Regions from separate parts of the Mus musculus genome. Here all the other regions are linked to region 1. Evidence: chromatin contacts called from public HiChIP or PLAC-seq and promoter capture Hi-C data. All regions are on one chromosome and are shown on one strand. The core of a region is the stretch at or near the end of the contact, and the rest is flanking DNA. Distances in the headings are between cores, read along the strand shown. Region 1 holds the start of Hsd17b6 (hydroxysteroid (17-beta) dehydrogenase 6). Region 2 overlaps Lrp1 (low density lipoprotein receptor-related protein 1). Region 3 holds the start of Stac3 (SH3 and cysteine rich domain 3).

Region 1 (2,744 bases), core at 49-2,548:
GACAGCCAAAAAGAGGTCTTAAGACTCAAATCTTCCCAAGGGTGCAGAGTATTTATGGGTTAAAGAAACAGGATGGGAAGGTGTGTGTGTGTGTGTGTGTGTGTGTGTGTGTGTGTGTGTGTGTGTAGAGATGGCTCAGCACTTAAGATCACTGGATGCTCTTCCATTGTTTCTGAGTTCAATCCCCAGCAACCACATGGTGGCTCACAACCATCTGTAAAGGGATCTGATGCCCTCCCTCTTCTGGTGTGTCTAAAGACAGCGACAGTGTACTCATATAAAATGAATGAGTGAATGAATGAATGAATGAATGAATGAATGAATGAATGAATTTTTAGGAAGGAAAGAAAGAAAAGAAAGAAAGAACACGGTCATAGACCACATTGCATTCAACACAGAAGCTATTTAATCTTAAAAGGATCCTCGGGTAGAGCCTTTTCCACAAATTGCCACTGGGTGGCAGCATTGTCATTTCTTTTGTTTCTGTTGAGACTTCATCCACAGAAGTAACAAAACCTTTCCCACTTCCTGCCTTAAGCTGTCCTACTGTACAGCCCTCTAACCTACTGGGAGTTATTTCCCCTACAAGCCTTACACTGTAAGACAGCACCATTCTTTTTCAGAGCTAATATCTAGCGTATCCCAGGCTATTTCTCCAAACTCAGCAGACTTGAGACACCAATTGTTTGGGATTTCTTTTTAGTTTAGTTTCTAGCATTATTTTGCATGTTTTTAGCAGCTAAAAGAGTAATTTACTTTGGGGATATTCCTTAAAATATTACTTTTTATTTTTGTTTTTTCTCCAAGACAGGGTCTCTCTGTATAGCCCTGGCTATCCTAGAATTCACTCTCTAGACCAGGCTGGCCTTGAACTCAGAAATCTGCCTGCCTCTGCCTCCCAAGTGCTGGGATTAAAGGCTTGCGCCACCACGCCTGGCTAAAATATGGCTTTTTAAATCTTTATTTTATCTCTTACATTGTTTAAAAATTATTAGTATGTTGGAAGTGATGGGAAGGAGATCTGTTACGCTGCCTAGGTCAGTCTCAAACTTGCATGTCAACTTAGACTTTCATTTATTCTATTAGTCTGCAAATAATTACTGACTAAATGGCATACGCAGAATACTGACTAGAAAACATTGTTTCTGGGTGTGTGTGCACAGGGGATATTGGTGAATGAACTGCTAATCTGAATGGGAGGATCCACCTTCCATGTGGGCAGGTACTGTCCAATCAGTTAGGGACCAGAAAGGTGACTTCCTCTTTCTTAAACCTGGAACACTTTAATTCTGTCCCCAAGGGCAGAGTGATAGACTCCCAGCAATGTAGGACTCACCCTGTGCCTCCCTGGATCCTTACTCTGAGGGTTATATGATCAGTTTCATTGGATCTGAAGACCTGGACTTGGACTGAGACCTCAATTACAGTAAGCCTGTCCTGAGAGTTCTCAAACTCTACAATTATGTGAGCCAATGCCCCAGTAATTCCTTTTCATATATTTATATCTGTTTAGCCTATAGGTTCTGCCTCTCCGGCTAATACTAACACAATCTCCGGCTAATACTAACACAATGGGTGCAAAGATAGGCTCTAGGGTTTCTGCTCCCAAGGAAGGGAATTTCCAGAAGGGACAACAGGTACAAACAAGGGCAATGAAATGTTATAGGTTCAGTTAGAAATTGTAAAACTTCTGTTAAATTTATGTGTATGGATGTGCATGTCTGCCACATATGTTTTGGTATCTTCAGAGGCCTGAAGAGGTCATCAGATCCTCTGGAACCCGGGTTCCAGGCAGGTGTGAGCTGTTGTGTGTGTGGTGGGATCTGAACTTGGGTCTTCTGGAAGAGCAACAAGTGCTCCTAACCCCTCAGCCGTATTCCCAGCCTTCTATGGCCTCAGCTCCTTAAGATAATAATGAGACTGGAACAGAATGCAGACACAGAAGTATAAAGGGCATGGTGTGTTTGGGAGTCTGCTGATAGCTCTCCATATAAATAGTTCAATGGAGAAGCTGGTCTGAAAGGCAGCAAGGGGCAAGCAAGGTATGCCAAGCCAAGGGACATGATGGCAAACGAAATGCATTCTTTTTTTTTTTTTTTTTTTTGAGACAGGGTTTCTCTGTGTAGCCCTGGCTGTCCTGGAACTCATTCTGTAGACCAGGCTGGCCTCGAACTCAGAAATCCTCCTGCCTCTGCCTCCCGAGTGCTGGGATTAAAGGCATGCGCCACCATGCCTGGCAACATCCTTCCTTTTTATTCAGCTTCATCAGAGTGAAGTGAAGATGCCAACTATGGCAATATTTCATGAGGAATTTGGGGGGTGAAGATACTATGGAAATGAGCAAGTTCTTTGAGGGCTTGAAGTACTTGTGTGCTAGTTGATTTTCTCTTATGTAAGATAAGGAGAAGATAGGAGAATTCATTCGATTGGCACAGGATCGTAATATGTGGATATTTCAAGGCAACATTTCAGCTTAAATTTGATAATTACAGCAAAGTAGGAGAGCTTATGTATAAAGACTGACTTTGTTTAATGAGAATGTTTTAGTTTAACCCTACAAGATTTTTTTCCTTTGAGCCCAAAGTAAGGGACAGCCATGAAAGCAAACAAAGCATCCACTGTAGAACATTGCAAGTCTTCGTTAAGCCATATGCCATGAGGTTTCGTATAGAACATTGAAAATTTCTATATACTTTACTTATAAATTAACCCAATAGACTTTTATTGTTTTCTTGTGTGCATTT
Region 2 (3,025 bases), core at 201-2,700, 420 kb after region 1:
GTCCTTGCTGACAAGCTGGCTGGGCTGGTTGGCATGGAGATGAGGGGATAGACAGGTTGACCCCTGTGTGACCCCCTTCTTGGCTGAGCCAAAAAGAGTCGGAGGATGGATGGATGTGTTAGGCAGTGAGGGCTGCCTTGGCCAGCCCTTGGGAAAATTCAGGGTCTCGCCGCCATTGGCTCAGAGCCCTGGAGCTGTGTACAGCATACAGCCAGGAGAGGCCATAGGCCCTGAATCACAGCCGGGCCTGCCATGTCAGACAGGGCTCATCCACAAGTGTAAATGCTCAGAATGTATGCAGCTGGATCTCATGGCCACGGATATCTCTACCTCTCTGTGGCCTGAGAACTCTGTGTCTGTCTCTCCCTCTGACCTACTTTGGCAGGGCCACTGTGCAGTGGAGCCGTTCCCCTTGAGGGCTTCTGAGCTGTGTGTGTTTTATACCTCAGATCTGTTTTTGGGGGCCCCAAGATCTGGTTCCTTAACCAGTCAATCTGGCTTGCTCCCCACCCTCTGTGCAGCTCAGAGAACCTCAGCAGTCAGCAATCATAAGACTGTGTGGAAATCAAGAATGACTCCTGTCAGGAAGACACTGGGGACCCCTGTACAGGGGAACTGCTATTTAAGGGACACTAGATAAAGCCTTTGGCTAAGGGAAAATTCACTTCCTAATTTACTCATTTTTGTGAGTACAGGTTTTTTAGGCCCAGGATGGTGGCGTCATACTGGAGCAAAGAGCCAGTGCATATCGCCCCGGCTGTCCACCTAAGCACAGGCCCAGACATGCCCTCATCTGAGAGCTCCCCTTAGTCACGTAGTTTCCTGGCTGCCTCATGCTGTTTTTCAAAATGTAGATGTGGCATCGTAGATGCAGTGTAGATGTGGCATCTGAAAGGGTCGTCTCCATCCCCACCCCCACCTCTGCCCCACCCTCCCTCCCCCATCTGCCCACCATTCAGGGCACCACATGCCTCCTGCTCCCCCTGCCTGGCCACCATCTCTCTCTGTGTCATGTGTCCTTCAAGGGTCACCCCCATGCGCTCTCTACACCCTCACAGGCATCCACAATGTGGAGGGCGTAGCCGTGGACTGGATGGGAGACAATCTTTACTGGACTGATGATGGCCCCAAGAAGACCATTAGTGTGGCCAGGCTGGAGAAAGCCGCTCAGACCCGGAAGACTCTAATTGAGGGCAAGATGACACACCCCAGGGCCATTGTAGTGGATCCACTCAATGGGTGAGTCTGTCCCTGGGCGTGGGGTGGATGCATGTACATCTCAGAGGACTGGGGAGGGAAGCGGCAAAGCCAGGGGCGTGGCTGAGGCAGGCAGGCTGCAGAGGCAGGAACGGGAGCCTGAAAAAGGAGCCTGAAAAGAGAGCGTGTGTTTGTCCGTCTGTCTTGAGGAGGGAAAACAAAACCCTGGTACGCAACCGGAAGTCTGCTTCTGCCGCTCCACTACAGAGCTCTCTCCTGGTTCCCCTTGGCTCCAAGCCGCCCTAGCCTTTGGGTCTGCACAGTTCTTGCTTGCCAACATCTGCACCTGCCTTCCTTCCCTCACCCACCACTTCCTGTCCCATCCTTTGCTGTCTGGAACTCCCGGATACCTCACATTTGGTTTCTTGTCAGCGTTGGGTCTCAGAGAAGCCCCCCACCCCATCCCTGTTCACCCAAACTTGCTGCCTAGATTCTCTCCGCCACTCACATTTAATTTTCCTCCTGATTTTATCACTCCGACACGACTTTCTTGAACAACTTGTTTCTCCTGGGATGTTCGCTCCTAAGAGATGGGGAACCTTGGTTTTGCTGCATCCTGGGATGCCAGAGCCATGCTCCAATTAGAGTAGCCATTCATGGTGGCCTGAGTTGCTGTGATGTGGGGTTTAGAGAGAAATAGCTCAGAGAGACCCCTGGGAGGAACTCTGGATACCACCTAGATACCACCTAGTGCCTAGAATCACAACAGAAGCTGTTGTGACAAGGGTGACCATGTGGTGCTGACCAGTCACTGCCCACAGGTGGATGTACTGGACAGACTGGGAGGAGGACCCCAAGGACAGTCGGCGAGGGCGGCTCGAGAGGGCTTGGATGGACGGCTCACACCGAGATATCTTTGTCACCTCCAAGACAGTGCTTTGGCCCAATGGGCTAAGCCTGGATATCCCAGCCGGACGCCTCTACTGGGTGGATGCCTTCTATGACCGAATTGAGACCATACTGCTCAATGGCACAGACCGGAAGGTGGGCAGGCATGTGTGCATTGTTTAACCCTGTTTCTATGGAAACTCCATGAGGATGTACATGTCTGTGTGTGTAGGGCTTCGTGCTTCTTACAGGTCTACACATGGCTACTCTATGAATGTATGTTTTCATGTTGTGTATATTGTCTTCTTTGAGGATGTCTATCTGCATATGGCTGCCCACAAGCACACCTGTGTGTGCACTTCTGTGCGTGTGCACATACATACATATAACACACTTCAGGGTAGTCACGCAGCAACATGTAAGGTGCTAAGGGGTAGCATATATGCATATTTGTTCACTCCGTTGGTTCATGAGTTGTGTTTGCCTTTAGGTATATGGGCCAAACTGTCTTGGTGTGTCAGGCCCTTCACAATAAAGCTCTGGGCACCTCTACCATCTTGTGTCTCCTACTCCCCACAACTCAACACTCTATGAACAAGCTGCACTAGACAGCTTGTTATTCCAGAACATCATAGGCCTCTGCTCCCTAAGCCTTGGCTTCCTGGGAGTCCCCCTAGTTCTTCTTGGCTCTCTTTCTCTTGAAGATTGTGTCCAGGTCCCTCTTCCCACAGATTACCTACATATGCCCTCCATAGGACAATGGTGCTCTTAGTACCCATCACAGCTCAGCCCATAATAAATCCCAATAAATGTTGCTTAGGTAGAGAAATAAATGGCTGAATGTTGGTGTATGTGTGTGCGCAAGTGCACATGTGTGTTCATACATGTGTGTGTGTGTGTGTGTGTGTGTGAGAGAGAGAGAGAGAGAGAGAGAGAGAGA
Region 3 (3,040 bases), core at 200-2,699, 510 kb after region 1:
TGTCTCTGGAGAGCCCTTCTTGAATAACTGCTTCAGTCGCTGTAGCTGAGGGAGGGGTGAAGGAAACCCATCATTAAATGACAGTCATGGTCTCATTTTCCAATCATGGGAAAGCAACGTCCCTGGTATTAGGGGGCTGGGTGTTGCAGGTGTTGGCTATCCCAATAATAAATGAGACGCACACAAGCGGTTTCAATCCGAGTAGTTTTCTTCAGAGGCTGTGTGATGGCTTCCCAGCCCTTTGGACCCCGCTCCCCCCAAAAGCGGACATAGGTCCAGACTCACCCCACTTTGCGGAGTCTCTCCTGGAAAGGGGGGCTGAGGGGACTCCACCACTTCCTTTTCTGTCATCTTACAAGAGATTGGGCCCCGCTATGAGTTCTAATCTCTGTCTGCTGTTCTTCTATTCCAGCAGTCCTGCTGCACACAGTAGGGTGGCCCTCGAAGGGGAGCCTTTGGGAGAAACTTGGTTAGACAGCTTTGGCAGAGCTTATGAAGAGATTCTATGGAGGTCCCCCGAGAAATGTCCAACAGAGGAAAGACTCCCCAGTCAGTTGCTTACACGGATACTTTCCACATCAAGGAGCAAGCCCAGAGTCTACAAATCCAACATGCTACTCAAGGCTTGTCTTCTAGGTTCTTCTACAGCAGTTCTCAACCTTCCTAATGCTGTGGCCCTAACGCTGTGGTACCTTGTGTGGTGGTGACCCATAAAATTATCTCACTGCTCCTTCACAACTATACTTTTGCTACCGTTATGAATTGAAATATAAATATCTGACATGCAGGACGTCTGCTATGCGACCCACAGGTTGAGAACAGCTGTCCTACAGGTAGTTCTGATCGATGATACACATCTTCTAGTGGCTTCAGGAGGTTTAACATGGTTAACACGGTTAACCCGTCTGCGTGTCTGAAGGTGTGTCCAGAGATCTGTCCTCCCCTACCTCTCTCCTGAGCCTTGGGGGCCTTGTGCCTAGTTCTTCCCTGGCCTGCCTCAGGCCTCAGCTATTTTAGGTTTTCAGAGTAATGTGAGCCTTCCCTTCCCTTACCCCTCCATTCCCTGGACCCCACCACACCCTACCCCCTTCTCCAATCCTCACTCATCCTGAACTAGGACAATTTCACTTCAAAACCCCAAACTACTCACAGGTGAGGAGAGAGACGAAGAAGCCCAACAGACTCAGGTTAGAAGAAATGAAAGGATAATGAAGAGACGACTTACTTTCCAGACTCCCTAAGTCAGTTCACTGTGGAAAGGGGTCTCTGAGACCTTGATGGTGCTGCTGGGGAGGGCTAGCCCTCTTCCTTCAGGGAGGTAAGCCCCCTTTCTGGTACCTTCTGGACCCACACCAGCTACCCAGACAGTATTAGTAGGTAGGCCTTGGAGCCTCTCACCGTGGTGGCAGAGCTGAAGTGACAGGGCTGGAGGACAGTGGACAGCTGAGAGCACAGCTGACAGGGAGAAATTGGAACCAGGAGGTCTGGGGCAGGGCTCGACCCTGACTCCTCCCATCCCCCCCCCCCCCCGCCCCCCAGAACAGCTCTTCTCCGAGTGTTTACACAGAGCAGGTCAGTTCTGGCTTATCAGGAATAGGCATATTCTACCCAATACAGTAGCACCCCACTCCAAGTACCAGGGATTGAAAACAGGGTTTTGCCATGCTAACTATGTGGCTAGACTGCCAAGCTATACCCACAGCAGGAAAGGCACTCCTGTTCAAGACGCAGTCACGTGAAGGACTTTAGATCTGATAATGGAACCCCCCATACTCTCCCCTTAAGGTTCAAATAACCGTTCCAATCTTACCCTCCCTGGGCTCATTTCAATCACGTTCTTGGATTTTATTTCCTGCCTCCCCCACCCCGATAGGTATCTTTGTGTGGGCCTGGCTCTCCCAGAACTTGCTCTGTAAACCAGGCTGGCCTTGAACTCAAGGGATCATTCTGCCTAGCTCCTGAGTGCTGAGATTAAAAGTATGTGCCACCATGCCTAGCTAACACCAAAACTTCAGGCTAGGAAAGGGATGGGAGCTGAGAAGAGGATGTGACTCAGAATTCTGTCAGCCACGAAAGACTTTCTCACTGGCAGCTGATCGAATGCAGTGCTTTCTCAAGTGCACGGGTGCATTTTTCTCCCCTTTCGCCTAAAATCCTGTCCCTAAGATGAAGAGAATGTATGTTACTGAAAAAGATGGTGGCAAAACCCAAAAGCTATGGGGCTGGAGAGATGGCAGAGCTTCTCTTCCAGGGGACCTGGGTTCAGTTCCCAGCACCCACGTGGCAGCTTACAGAGCTCTGCGACTCTAGTTCCAGAGGACCTACACCCGCAGACACGCTGTATATTTAAACGCATGTAGGCAAATCACCTATACACATAAAACAAAAATAAACCTTTTTAACAAGAGTCAGGTCGGTCCCTGTATAGTTAACCCTGGGAAGGTTACAGCTGCCTGTGTCCTTCTCTCGTCTGTCTGTCTGGATGTGTGTGAGTGCAGGTGTGTGTGTACGTCAGAGGCCATCCCATGGGATCCAGGGATTGGGCTCAGGCTACTGGGCTTACACACTAGCCAATCTCGCCAGCCCACAGCTGCCTTCTGTAATGAGGTTTATTTCTAAGTATACTTTCGTTTATCGTTTAAGCTATACTAAGTGTGTATACTTACTGGGGCATGCCCTCTAACATGTGGTCAAAGGACAACGTACCAGAGTCAGTTCCCTCCTTCCTCCGCCTATCTTGGGATCAAACTCAGGTTTTCAGGCTTGGTAGCAAGCATTTACCTACTGAGCCATCTTGATGGCTGCATGGTGAGTGTTTCTCATCTGTAAAGAATGTTCCCTTCCCCGTGAGAACTGTAAACCTAGGAGACAGCCAAGCTGTAGAGTCTTTACCCATTTTAACTGCAATTCCACCTCTCACACACTCAGACAGCCCCAGCATAGGAATGAAAAGGAAGAGGGGGCGGCTGCAATCTTGGGAGACCCAGCTTTCTCTATTCTGATTATGTAGCCCTGGCTGTCCTAGAACATGGTATGTTCA

The links. Promoter capture Hi-C pulls out the DNA fragments that hold promoters and counts their contacts. HiChIP or PLAC-seq counts read pairs in DNA pulled down with a chosen protein or histone mark.
Region 2: a contact with region 1 is called in an H3K4me3 HiChIP or PLAC-seq map of embryonic stem cells, with 13 read pairs. The contact joins the enhancer-like site here to the promoter of Hsd17b6 in region 1. A contact is called at or near these places in 9 of 39 promoter capture datasets (the C10 cell line, the HPC-7 cell line, HPC-7-derived erythroid cells and 5 more), 2 of 15 datasets of contacts at CTCF or cohesin (both in the NIH/3T3 cell line), 25 of 484 Hi-C or Micro-C datasets (B cells, CD4 T cells, DN3 thymocytes and 12 more), 6 of 115 datasets of contacts at active chromatin or transcription factors (T-cell acute lymphoblastic leukemia, embryonic basal ganglia, embryonic stem cells and 1 more) and 4 of 9 other capture datasets (adipose tissue, embryonic stem cells, liver and 1 more).
Region 3: a promoter capture Hi-C map of second pharyngeal arch cranial neural crest shows a contact between it and region 1, with 4 times the contacts expected there. The contact joins the promoter of Stac3 here to the promoter of Hsd17b6 in region 1. A contact is called at or near these places in 14 of 39 promoter capture datasets (the 3T3-L1 cell line, the C10 cell line, HPC-7-derived erythroid cells and 9 more), 1 of 15 datasets of contacts at CTCF or cohesin (embryonic stem cells), 9 of 484 Hi-C or Micro-C datasets (cerebral cortex, cortical neurons, embryonic stem cells and 2 more), 5 of 115 datasets of contacts at active chromatin or transcription factors (astrocytes, embryonic forebrain, embryonic stem cells and 2 more) and 3 of 9 other capture datasets (adipose tissue, liver and pancreatic islet).

What each region holds. Positions count from the first base shown.
Region 1 is chr10:128,006,165-128,008,908 of GRCm38.p6, reverse strand. Hsd17b6 (hydroxysteroid (17-beta) dehydrogenase 6) reads left to right here and starts at 1,298. Exons shown (of 6, transcript NM_001359377.1): 1 at 1,298-1,426.
Region 2 is chr10:127,588,771-127,591,795 of GRCm38.p6, reverse strand. It overlaps Lrp1 (low density lipoprotein receptor-related protein 1), which reads left to right. Exons shown (of 89, transcript NM_008512.2): 12 at 1,059-1,239; 13 at 2,019-2,241. Among named protein-coding and RNA genes, the nearest start is that of Gm16217, 5.9 kb to the left of the region's middle. Within about 2 kb of position 1,450, at least 102 of the 459 cell types and tissues checked have an H3K27ac peak or open chromatin away from gene starts, as enhancers often do. A contact at or near this core is called in DN3 thymocytes, T-cell acute lymphoblastic leukemia, adipose tissue and 2 more, where this site is marked.
Region 3 is chr10:127,500,095-127,503,134 of GRCm38.p6, reverse strand. It overlaps Stac3 (SH3 and cysteine rich domain 3), which reads right to left and starts at 1,449. Exons shown (of 12, transcript NM_001359751.1): 1 at 1,399-1,449; 2 at 286-453; 3 at 1-45. The coding sequence starts at 351.